Regions from separate parts of the Mus musculus genome. Here region 2 is linked to region 1. The links are chromatin contacts, called in public HiChIP or PLAC-seq maps. All regions are on one chromosome and are shown on one strand. The core of a region is the stretch at or near the end of the contact, and the rest is flanking DNA. Distances in the headings are between cores, read along the strand shown. Region 1 holds the start of Gm22490 (a small nucleolar RNA gene). Region 2 overlaps Gsap (gamma-secretase activating protein).

What was found. HiChIP or PLAC-seq counts read pairs in DNA pulled down with a chosen protein or histone mark.
Region 2: a contact with region 1 is called in an H3K27ac HiChIP or PLAC-seq map of acute myeloid leukemia, with 2.0 times the contacts expected there. The contact joins two enhancer-like sites. A contact is called at or near these places in 4 of 39 promoter capture datasets (the 3T3-L1 cell line, 3T3-L1-derived adipocytes, the C10 cell line and 1 more), 2 of 484 Hi-C or Micro-C datasets (the Ba/F3 cell line and the N1E-115 cell line), 2 of 115 datasets of contacts at active chromatin or transcription factors (CD8 T cells and acute myeloid leukemia) and 1 of 9 other capture datasets (liver).

What each region holds. Positions count from the first base shown.
Region 1 is chr5:21,112,138-21,117,547 of GRCm38.p6, reverse strand. It overlaps Gm22490 (a small nucleolar RNA gene), which reads left to right and starts at 347; the gene lies at 347-465. Within about 2 kb of position 3,752, at least 9 of the 459 cell types and tissues checked have an H3K27ac peak or open chromatin away from gene starts, as enhancers often do. A contact at or near this core is called in acute myeloid leukemia, where this site is marked.
Region 2 is chr5:21,252,646-21,258,212 of GRCm38.p6, reverse strand. Gsap (gamma-secretase activating protein) reads right to left here. Exons shown (of 31, transcript NM_175437.3): 17 at 4,774-4,843; 18 at 4,172-4,254; 19 at 290-343. Among named protein-coding and RNA genes, the nearest start is that of Gsap, 69 kb to the right of the region's middle. Within about 2 kb of position 2,577, at least 94 of the 459 cell types and tissues checked have an H3K27ac peak or open chromatin away from gene starts, as enhancers often do. A contact at or near this core is called in acute myeloid leukemia, where this site is marked.

The DNA of each region.
Region 1 (5,410 bases), core at 2,503-5,002:
ATGGAGCTAAAAGGAGAATGTGAGAAGCAGCTGAGATGGGTAGCCAACTGCAGAGCGGAAGTTATGCCTAATCTCTGCCGTAAATTCCAGTGATTCCTGGCCACGCTAGGGATTTCTGTTGTACTTCGGGCCTTCATGCTCTTGCAAACTACGGTCTCTGGAGTTAGAATACTTACTTCCACTAGGTAGACTCACTTCGTAGGGATCTGTTTTAATCTCTATGTATATTATCCACATATATGTGTGTTTATTTCTTTAAACAGACTGACTGGTAGCTTAATTTCTCTGTCTCTGGTATTAAAATAATGATTTTCACATAGTGGGCCTTAGGAATCCGTGTGTTTAATGCACTTGTGTGTGTTTTTGTTTAACTTGTGGACAAAGACTATGTGCAAAAACTAAATCCCCTTTTGTATCTCAGAACTCATCGTTCAGTATGCCTTGATACAGATAAAAATCGATATAGGCTGGGGTTGTAACTGAATTGGTAGAGCGCTTGCCTAGCGTGCGGAAGGCCCTGGCTTCAAGTCCCTCAGTACCACAGAGCACTGTAGTCCACACCTGGAACCTCAGCCTTCGGAAGCTTGAGGCAGGAAGACCAGAAGCTCACAGGAATCCCTGGCTATAGGAGACCCTGGCTATAAAATAAAATAAAATAAAATAAAATAAAATAAAATAAAATAAATGTGATACCTTAAAGAAATTGTCTGTTTATTACATAGGAAATATGACTAATTTTTACATGGTTTGGACCCTAAACTGTCCTCACAATGTAGCAAAGTAACTATGGGCTCTAAACAGAATGAATCAAGCAGGAGGAAACAAGGACTGCAAGGCAGTTCCTGCGAGCGGAATCCCTGGAAGTCTCAGATCTTTGAAATAGAAATTCATAAAACAGATTTGCCCAAGGAAATGCTACTGATCTCCTTTCTTCTCATTAAAAAAAAATGACTTTTTTAAAATCCATTTTTTTCCTTTGTGGAACTGTCGATAAATCAATGCATTAAGTACAAGCTGAAACTTCCAAGTTAGTTGTATCCACATTCTTTTAAAAATAATTCCTCTTTTGCAGGATACAAAGCAGAAAATGAATCACCTACTTCAAAGGAAATTCATTGTTTGAAACTATAGACATTCTATAGACTTTAAAACCATATGACCTCTTGTTGGAATGGTTCACAGACTCCTCCTTCTTTCCCACCTTCTGTCCCACAGCAAAAACAAGACAAACAGCAGCAAAGTCACCGGCTCCTACTGGAGCAGAAAGTCACCGGCTCCTACTGGAGCAGAAAGTCACCGGCTCCCACTGGAGCAGAAAGTCACCGGCTCCCACTGGAGAAGCCAACCCAGTCTTAAGCTGGTGGGGAGCTGAAGCACCCCTCCAGTATCCTGCAGTGACGTGTGCCACGCCTACCAGCCGCGTCGCAGTTCCAGGGTGCCTAGTACAGGAGTCTGTGGGCAGCAGAGAGACTGCCATCTCTTAAGAACAATTGCACCTGATGTCACCAGCTGTTGGTTAAACCTGGATTTTATCAAGATAATAAAGACTTCTAAGCCCCAAAGCTCATAGTATATGTTCAAAGGAGTTTTTTTTTTTCCTTTATAATCAGCAAGTCTACAGAAATTTTTTACAATTCTTCCCATTAGGTAATTTCTTTAAAATCTATTAAACCCTGTTTGCATGGAAATTACTTGATTTGGATAAAGAGGAAACAGACCTGAAGTGGTTGGGCAACAGGTTTGCTTGGTTTTAATGGCTACGTTGCACAACCTGGGCAAGGCATCCCATGACAGAGAAGATTGTTATAACTCCTTGGAAATCCAGCTAGACCACCCAAGGACTTGCAAAAGCCCTTCAGCCTCCACACTGTAGGAACTATTGCTCTAACTTTGTTACACATGGCATTGAGCCCTGTGACTATTTCTTAATCAGGAAATATGAAAAACAAATTAACACATTTCTTACTAATTTTATTAAGGAAATTTGTTATCTTTATGTAAAATCTGTAATTATATATTAAAAACCATGTATACAAAGGAGGAAAAATAGAAATGATAACAGCATACATTAGTACTATTTTTATATTGTACTAAAAATAGCTTTTCTTTTTATATTTGCAGATGATATGATCATACATATAAAAATTTTAAAAAGCCTCTGCCAAAAAAACTCATAACCTATAAATTCAGTAAAATTACATGATTAAAAAAAAAACCACCTGGGGATTCATCCCATATACAGTTACCAAACTCAAACACTATTGTGGATGCCAAGAAGTACATGCAGAAAGGAGCCTGATATGGCTGTCTCCTGAGAGGCCCTGCCAGAGCCTTACAAATACAGAGGTGGATGTTCGAAGCCAACCATTAGACTAAGCACAGGGTCCCCAATAGAGGAGTTAGAGAAAGGACCGAAGGAGTTGAAGGGGTTTGTAACCCCATAGGAAAAACAACAATATCAACCAACCAGACCCCCTGTAACTCCCAGGGACTAAGCCACCAACAAAGGAGTACACATGGCTCCAGCTGCATATGTAGTAAAGGATGGCCTTGTCATGCATCAGTGGGAAGAGAGGTCCTTGGTCCTATGAAGGCTCGTTAGATGCCCCAGTGTAGGGGAATCGAAGGCGGGGAGGTGGGAATGGGTGGGTGGGTGGGTGGGTGGAGGAACACCCTCATAGAAGCAGGAGGAGGGAGGATGTGATAGGGTGTTTCCAGGAGGGATGGAAACTGGGGAAGGGAATAACATTTGAAATGTAAATAAAGAAAATATCCAGTAAAAAAAAAAGATATAGACGTCACATCTCAGAACACATTGGAATGACGATCCTCCATCTATAGGAATTCATTTCAATCAACTTAATGAAACATTAAAGGTTTGAACATTCAAAAACACACACACACACAGCATACAGAAATCTGCAGTGTTCCTGTATATTCATAGTAAACTATCTGACAAGAAAATAACCCTATTGTGATAGCTACAAAATAAACAGTAGAAAAATAGTCTTTCTAAGAGTAATTTTAACCAAGACAGAAAACTCCTTATAATGCAAATGGTTAAACATTGAGGATGGATTGAGACGAATATGGTCAGTAGGGAGCACTCCATGTTTATGGAGCACAGAAATCAATAATGTTAAAATATACACAGTGCCCACAGTGATGCCCACAAACCGTGCAAGGCCCATAACATGCCACATGCCAACACTCTCCATGGGAGCAGGAAAACGCTCTTCCAAGTGTCATGTATGTGAAGCGCAGACAACCTCCAGTAGCCAACACCATCAAGTAGACGAGTCAATGTGGACCTACCACACCACTGACTTTAGAACCACGAGTGATACTGGGATATAAACTCATATAAAAATCAAAAAACACAATAGAGAACTCAGATATAAACCCACACATTAAAAAAACACCAAGAACATACATACAAGAAAGGGCCATTTCTTCTGTAACTGCTGCTAGAAAAATAGGATCTGTGCGCAAGAGAATTAAATCACCACCACGTCTTTCATCACACATAAAAGTCTACTTAAAATGGATTAAAGGTTTAAATATGAGACTAAACCCTGAAACCGGCTGAATAAAACAGAGGAAGTGCTTCAGGACATTAACTGTACAAGAGACTTTCTACATTAAGAGAGAAAGAGAAAGTGAAGAAAGTGTGTGTGTGTGTGTGTGTGTGTGTGTGTGGTGTGTAGGGTTATATGTCTGTGTTATATTGTTTGTGTGTGTGTGTGTGTGTAGTGTGTGTAATGTGTAGTATCTGTGTATGTGAGTGTGTGAGGTATGTGTAAAATGTATAATATGTATGTGGTGTTGGTGTGTATGTATAATGTGTGTGTGTGTGTGTGTGTGTGTGTGTGTGTGTGTGGTGTGTGCCTGCCCCCAGTTGGTTCTGATTGGTAACTAAAGTTGCCAGCTGGGCTGGAAACAGAGGAGGGAGTTTAGGACTCTCAGGCAAGGGGACCAATAGAGGAAGTAGGACTTAGAACCACAATTCTGTCAAAGGAGTAAGGTCCAGGTCTGAGAAGTGTTACCGGAGAGCAAATGTTAGCTACATGGAGGTTTCAGAGTGGCCCAGTCATTGAGCTGTTTAAGGCACATTTAAATAGAAGACTGTGTGAGTGTGTGTTCGAATACCACAGAGAATTATGTGAATATGTGAAGGCCAGAGGACAAATTGGTTTTCTCCTCCCACCACAAAGGACACAGGTACCAAGCTAAGGTCAGCAGGCTTGACTGCAAGCATGTTTGCTCAATGACCCATCTCCCTGGCTTATATTTTTAAGTAAGACTTCAAAGGCATGGACAACAGAGCAAAAAAAATGGCAAATAGGATTACATCAAACTAAAGACTTTTGTGCAGCAAAGAAAATAATTAACATAAAGAGAAAAAGTACACTCTCCATCTGATGCAACAGCAATAAAGGTGGACATTACACCAAAGCAGACACTTCTCAAGAGAAGGCACCCGAGTAGCAAGGCAAGTAAGTGCAAGCGTGAGCACCACTAACGGTCAGGGAAACAGCGAGCATCACCTGACTGTCAGTCAGACAGGCGATTACTAGTTACTAACAAAGAACAACAAGTGTGGCTGAGAAGGGTGGAGAAGGAGGATTCTTTCTCACCATTAGCGGAAGCATACAGCAATCTGGCTTCTAGGTATTCACCCACAGGGAATGAAATCAGTATCTCAAAGAGACATCCCCACTCTGGTGCTTACTACACCATTCACAATAAACAACTCGGTGCTTCCCGTTGGAGCAGGTAAAGAGAACGTGTAAATGCACAATAGAAGACCAATCAGCCATTTGAAATAAAGTAAAATCCTGAAATCTACTGGGAAATGATGCATCTGAAAGAAATTGCATTAAGAAAAGTAAACCAGCCCAGAAAAACCAAGTCCCACATGCTTTCATGTAGACAGGATTGAAAGCGTGAGTCTCACGGAGTGGAAAGCAAGAGAGTGGTTCTCAGAAGTGAGGGAGTGCAGTGAAGTAGGATGAGAAATGGTTTCACAGGTTCAAAGCTACAGTAGGATAAGAAGAATACGTTCTGGATACACAGAAGGATAGCTACAGCTAACAATAATGTATTGTTCATTTCAAGAAAGCCAGAAGATAACATTTTGAATTTTATCATCAAAAATTTTTGGCAGAAAAGATAAAGTTTTCAGGTAAAGGACATGCTAATTGTCCAGACTTGATCACCATGCAGTGTTCATATATACAACTTTGTCAATCAAAAACAAAGCAAAGCTTCAGTACTGGAGAGAGGTGACAAAATGGTTCCGCAGTTTAGGAGCACTGTCTGCTCTTCCAGACTTCTGAGGCTGGATCCCCAGCCACACATATGGTCACATGACCATCTGTAACTCCAGGTCCAAGGGATCCACCGCCCT
Region 2 (5,567 bases), core at 1,328-3,827, 140 kb before region 1:
GTTCCAAGAGCTCCTTCAGTAAGAGGCTTTATGACAAGTATTGGTGGATGATCCAGGGTAATTCTCTATCTTCAAAAACCTCCCTTCTCAAACAGTCCTAAGGTGTTATATAACATCACATTAGCAATTGATTACGCAGGCTCTTCAGAAGGACTCTCAGGCAAGCTGATCTCCCCCAAGGCTCCATCTTTCTCTGCCAGGCTGCAATACCTTTTGAAACCACAGTAATATCTGGGGCAGCAGAGGTCTTCTCGACATGACTGCTTCACCCTCTTGGAGCGGGACTCACCTTCATAAGAGGCAATGGGAGTTCCTCTGTCGTAAACTTTATTCCGGGAATTTCCTAGGACAGGGAAACATAAATGCAATGCATCACGCCCATGCACAGGCCTTCAGGGAACATCTTCTGCATAGACAGGGGACAGCCAGCTTCTGTTGTGCCCTAAGTTCACAGGAAACCCAGACGAGCCCAAGAATTGTGAAGTCGCAAAAGAGTCTTTTATTTTCAAGTTCGAACTCATTTCGCCCACCTAGCACTCACTGCATGAATGCTGGCAAGAGACCCTGAGTCCAGAAAACATTGGGTTTATATACAGTATAGGAATAGTGTGAATATTCACAGGAAAGGGGAGTAGAGGGTGGAAAAGTACTGAAGGGGGCGTTGGTTAATGGGTGTCTGTTCAAGGACTAATTTCATGGCCAGTCGTAACTGTCTCAATTTACCTTCTACTTTTTCCATGGTCTCCCTTGAGCTTGTTATTTCTCTAAGGTCTCAAGGACAGGCACCTGGAGAGTTATCAGGAGTGTTGGGTGTTGGCTTTTTGGAGACACAGAGGCAGTGACCTTCTGGGGAGGAGGAGGGGCTGTCGCAAGAGGATGCAGCACAGAAACCAGCTCTCTGCATGTAGTGCTTGCCGCTGGGGGCAAGGGAGGATGGGAGCCTCTGGCAGGGAATGCAGAGGCAGACTGTACAACACTGAAGTCTCTCTAGTATCAGTAATTCGGGGGTTACAGCACTTCCTGTGTGATGACCTCTACTTTAAATAACTTCCTAGTACAAAAATAATAGAAGAGTGTGTCTCTTGCTTTGGAAAAGTAAATGTTCTGGTTTTGTTTTGTTTTTTTGTGGGGTTTTTTTTTGTTTGTTTGTTTGTTTGTTTGGTTGGTTTTTTGTTTGTTTTTTGTTTTGCTAGTTTGTTTGTCTGGTTCTTTTGGTTTTTTGTTTTGGGGGGATTTGGAGTTTTGTTTTGTTTTAGGTTTTTCTTTTTTGTTTTCTTTCTTGGTCGTTAGTTTTTTTTTCTTTTCTTTTTTTGAAAGGGTTTCTCTGTGTAGCCCTGGCTGTGTCCTGGAATTCACTCTGTAGACCGGGCTAACCTCTAACTCAGAGATCCACCTGCTCTGCCTCTCCAGTATTGAGATTAAAGGTATGTGCAACCACCCAAGGTGGTTAATATTGATTCTCACCTCTGACAGGTCTATGAGGCATAAACTAACTGGGTGGATTGAGGTGGGAAGACCAGCGCTACATGCAGTCATCACCCTTTCTTGTGGGTACTGATTGAACAGACATGGAATCCAGTGGGGCCGAAGCACTGATCGCTCCCTAACTTCTGGCTGGGGTGCAGTATAGCCAGATGTCGCCACCATGCTTTCTCTGCCTCAAAGGATTGGATGGGAGAACAGTGGGAAAATTCCCCTTCTCTCTTAAACCAATTCTTGTGGGTTTTTGGTTTTTTTTTTTTACAACAACAACAAAAAAGTAACTTATGCAAGTTCTAAATAGCATTTTCAAATGTACAATAGTAACATTTAAAATAACTAAAATTATAATGCACAATTTAGAATTAGCTACAAGCAAGAATACTATCTAGTATTTTATTTAACAGTATGGAAGGCCATTGAAATGTATAGACTTTGGGTTCAATTAAATTCAGTGTATGGGTTTTTTGGTGTTTATTTGTTTTTGTTGTTGTTTTAGTTTTTTACAATAGTCTTTATTTTAAAAATTCAGTTGCTGGTAAGTGTGGCGCTAGCCATCTGTGGTCCAAATGAGAGGCTTCTAGGCTAGCCTGAGCTAAATAGTAAATTCTTTGTCTCAAATTTAAGAAAAAAAAAAATCCAAGTCAATCTTTTCATCTGGATGTGAGAACTTGCTGCTTCCTGTTGTAGCAAGTGTTAGGGATGATTGTGACTAGAGAAGGGTAATACTTGCATCATTGCTAAAGACGAATATAAACGCACAGAGCCTTTTAAGGGAACTTATTCCAACCACAAAAAGGTTTAAAGCCACTTGGTAAACCCCAAGATAAGTCTACTATGTGGAGGTTATAACTGTGGGTTTCTCTACATTTTCTTGTGGGACTTCCTGGTGCGTTATGTGTATATCCACAAAGTCTCCTGGGCCCCAGAGAGTCTTGAGGAATAAACAAATGATTCTCTGCCCATTGGCATGGTGGCTCACACAGCAGCCGGGTAAGAACACTGCCCAGGGACCACTGCTCCCAACTCTGCCTCTCCACACCTCAGTCACAGGACAGAAGAGCAGTGGGTAACACCCAGAGGGCCCTGAGGTGTGTATTTCCTGACCCGATGGTGTAACTTGCTGGCTTCCTGCCACAGAACCACACTCTGCCCACACAGTCCTAAGTTGTCTAAAAGAAAGACAAAGTGGGTGCCTAGAAAAAGGAGAAACCCGGTCTTACCCTTGCAATTTTACACCGTAGCAAAGAAATCTATTAACTATAATCCAAAAAAAACAAGCAGAGAAGGCCTTCGGGAAATCACTACTATTATAAGTATCAAAAATTTAGAAATTAGTCAAACAACTGTGTACGGCGGTACACGCTTGCAATCCCAGCACTTGGGAATGAGGGGCAGATGGATCAGGGATTTAAGATTGTCCTCAGCTACACAGGCAATTGATGCAGGCCAGGCATATATGAGCCCATGTCTTAAAACAAAAAGAAAACAAAAAAATTTAAGTATATCAAATGCATTTGAATATTTCTCTCTTTTTTTTTTTCTTTAGACAGGGTCTCACTACTATGTAGTCCAGGCTAACCTCCACCTGAAGATCTTCCTGCCTGCATCTCCTGAGTGCCGAATTACAAGCATGCTCTTTATATGCCTCTTAAGCAAAATACAAAGTGAAAAGTGTCACAATTTAGTATGTATTTCCCAATGTCTGTTGCCTAAATTAAATGTAATGCTCTGAATACCTTCTTAATATACCTCCTGCTTCATGACCAAGCACACTACTCCACCATCTACCTGAAAGGGGAAGAGGCAGGTGCTGCAGGCCGCCTCTCACAGAACAGCACTCTAGTGCATCACCGCCTACCGTAAAGGCGTCTAGACCAACAGGAAGCATCACTTTGCTTCGCCCTGAAGCTTTTGAGTTGCCTAATTTTCTTTATAAATCTTTATAAAAAACAAGAAAAGGGGTCCCAAAAGTCAAACTGTACCAAGTATTACCACAGTGGTCTAGCTATTACTCATTCATAAAACCTATTAAATACTTGAAACTGGTGAATGAAGGAGTAAAAGTGTCCTTTTATAAAATATGATCACTGAGGTTCTGTTCTGCCTGCCAGAAGAGTGACAGCCACCCTGTGTCTGCCACATCAAGCCTATTGCTTTATGTAAATACTTCCAGCCAATGGAAGAGAGTTACTGCGGACAGAGCATCCTTGGCCAAGGGGCTTAGTGGCACAAGTGAATCAGATTTGGCTTTTAAAAAATTTTAGATTTTGAAATCCTTCATATACATGAGGTCTTTTAGTGAGAAAAGAGAAATCTAAACATGAAATGTCTTTCAAAACACACACACACACTTTAGAAATATGCCTTTGAGTGTTCCCAAAGCATCCAACTTTTACTAACACAATAATACTCCTTTTGCATATGCATTTCAGAATATATGCATGTATGTATATAGGATTTTACCACATAGGATAAATTTTTCATATGTGGCACCATATTAACCTTTAAAATGCTCCAGATTTTACAGCAGTTAGATTTTGAGTTTTCTGGTTGTTTATACCCATCTGACAAGAAATTTCACTTCAGCTGCTTGTCAGTCAAAACAGAAGTGAAATTATAAAGCTGGTCACCGTAACAGGAATGATCTCCCCCTTCCCACAGTGGTGAGCACCGAGATTTTGTCACTTACTGTGTTCCAAGTCAGCACAGAGGAGTATTGTAGGAGCATGCCCATGTCGTCCAGCTCTGCATACACACTCCAATAGGAGGAAGCTGAGACATTAGAAACAGAGAAGTCGGCATAGTGATTTAACCAAATCCAGCAAACCGTGAGTTCTCACCACCTCATTCATGTCTCTGGGGGTTAACCATTATGATTTTATCTACAGCTTAAAATGTTCAGGTGCTCCTTTTACAATGAGAATAGCATTTTTCAATCATTTGGTTCTGTTTCCACACAGATGACATGATGCCAGTCATACATAGCCAACCAATATAAAACCAGGCTAAGAAAGATGCATTTTACTGAAATTTTTGTTAATAAGGTTATAGAATCAAAATCTGATCTTTATCTCATTGGTCTCTGGAAACCACAACTTTTTGCAAAATCCACAAGAGAATGAAATTTCATTAGCCACTGATTGCAATGAAGTTAAAAAAAAACAAAAAACAAAAAAAAAAACAAAACCTCCTAATCAGCATTTTGACAGAAGCACTCATTATCAACTTACTGATTTCCCTCAAGCGAAGGGTTGAACATACAGCTTACAGTGCAGCATCAGCAACACTTACCAATTAGAAATTCTTGAATGAGGTCAAATGAATGGCAAGCAGAGACATGCTCCGAAATCCACTGGATAATCTTTAAAAAGAAAGGCCACTCTGTTGGCTTTTAAATCTGTACTATGTCCCACCAAAATAATACAAAAATATGCAATGTATAATATATATGCATAAATATGTGATATATAATGAATGAAGTCTTAAAATTCTACATTTATTTTGGAGTGGCCTGAAAATATACCTACTTCTAGCTTAAGAAACCACTATAGTCCTGGCTGAGTATGATAGTACTGTAAATAAGGTTATTTGCAGATATTCTTTTAACAGAACCCTTTGGGTAGTCTCCAGAAGAACCTTCCTCAACCCAATATGCATTTTTTTTCAAGAATGGGTGGTGTTATACAAAGTACCCATCAAGAGTTCTACTGGACATAGGAGCAATGCACAACAAATCCACTGGACTTACAGACAGCAGCCTGCAGTTAAATTCCAGGGCAGCCTATAAATGAACACCATTTTACCACTTACATGAGGAGTGCCTCTGTGCTTCTCTCTCAGCTGACAGAAGTAACCCATCGTATCAGCAGCTTCTCACACAAGTTCTACCCCTCCATTCAACTGCTAGAAGAAAGACGTCCTTACCTTTTACTTGATGACTGAGGGGAGACATGCCCAGCCATAGCTCACTCTCAACGGGATGTTTTATTCTAAATCTACTGTGCCAGTTGTACTTATTTTTACATAGGCAGTTTAATCAAAATGTCTACAAACAAGTTCAACGCAGATTGCATCAGTAAAAGTTG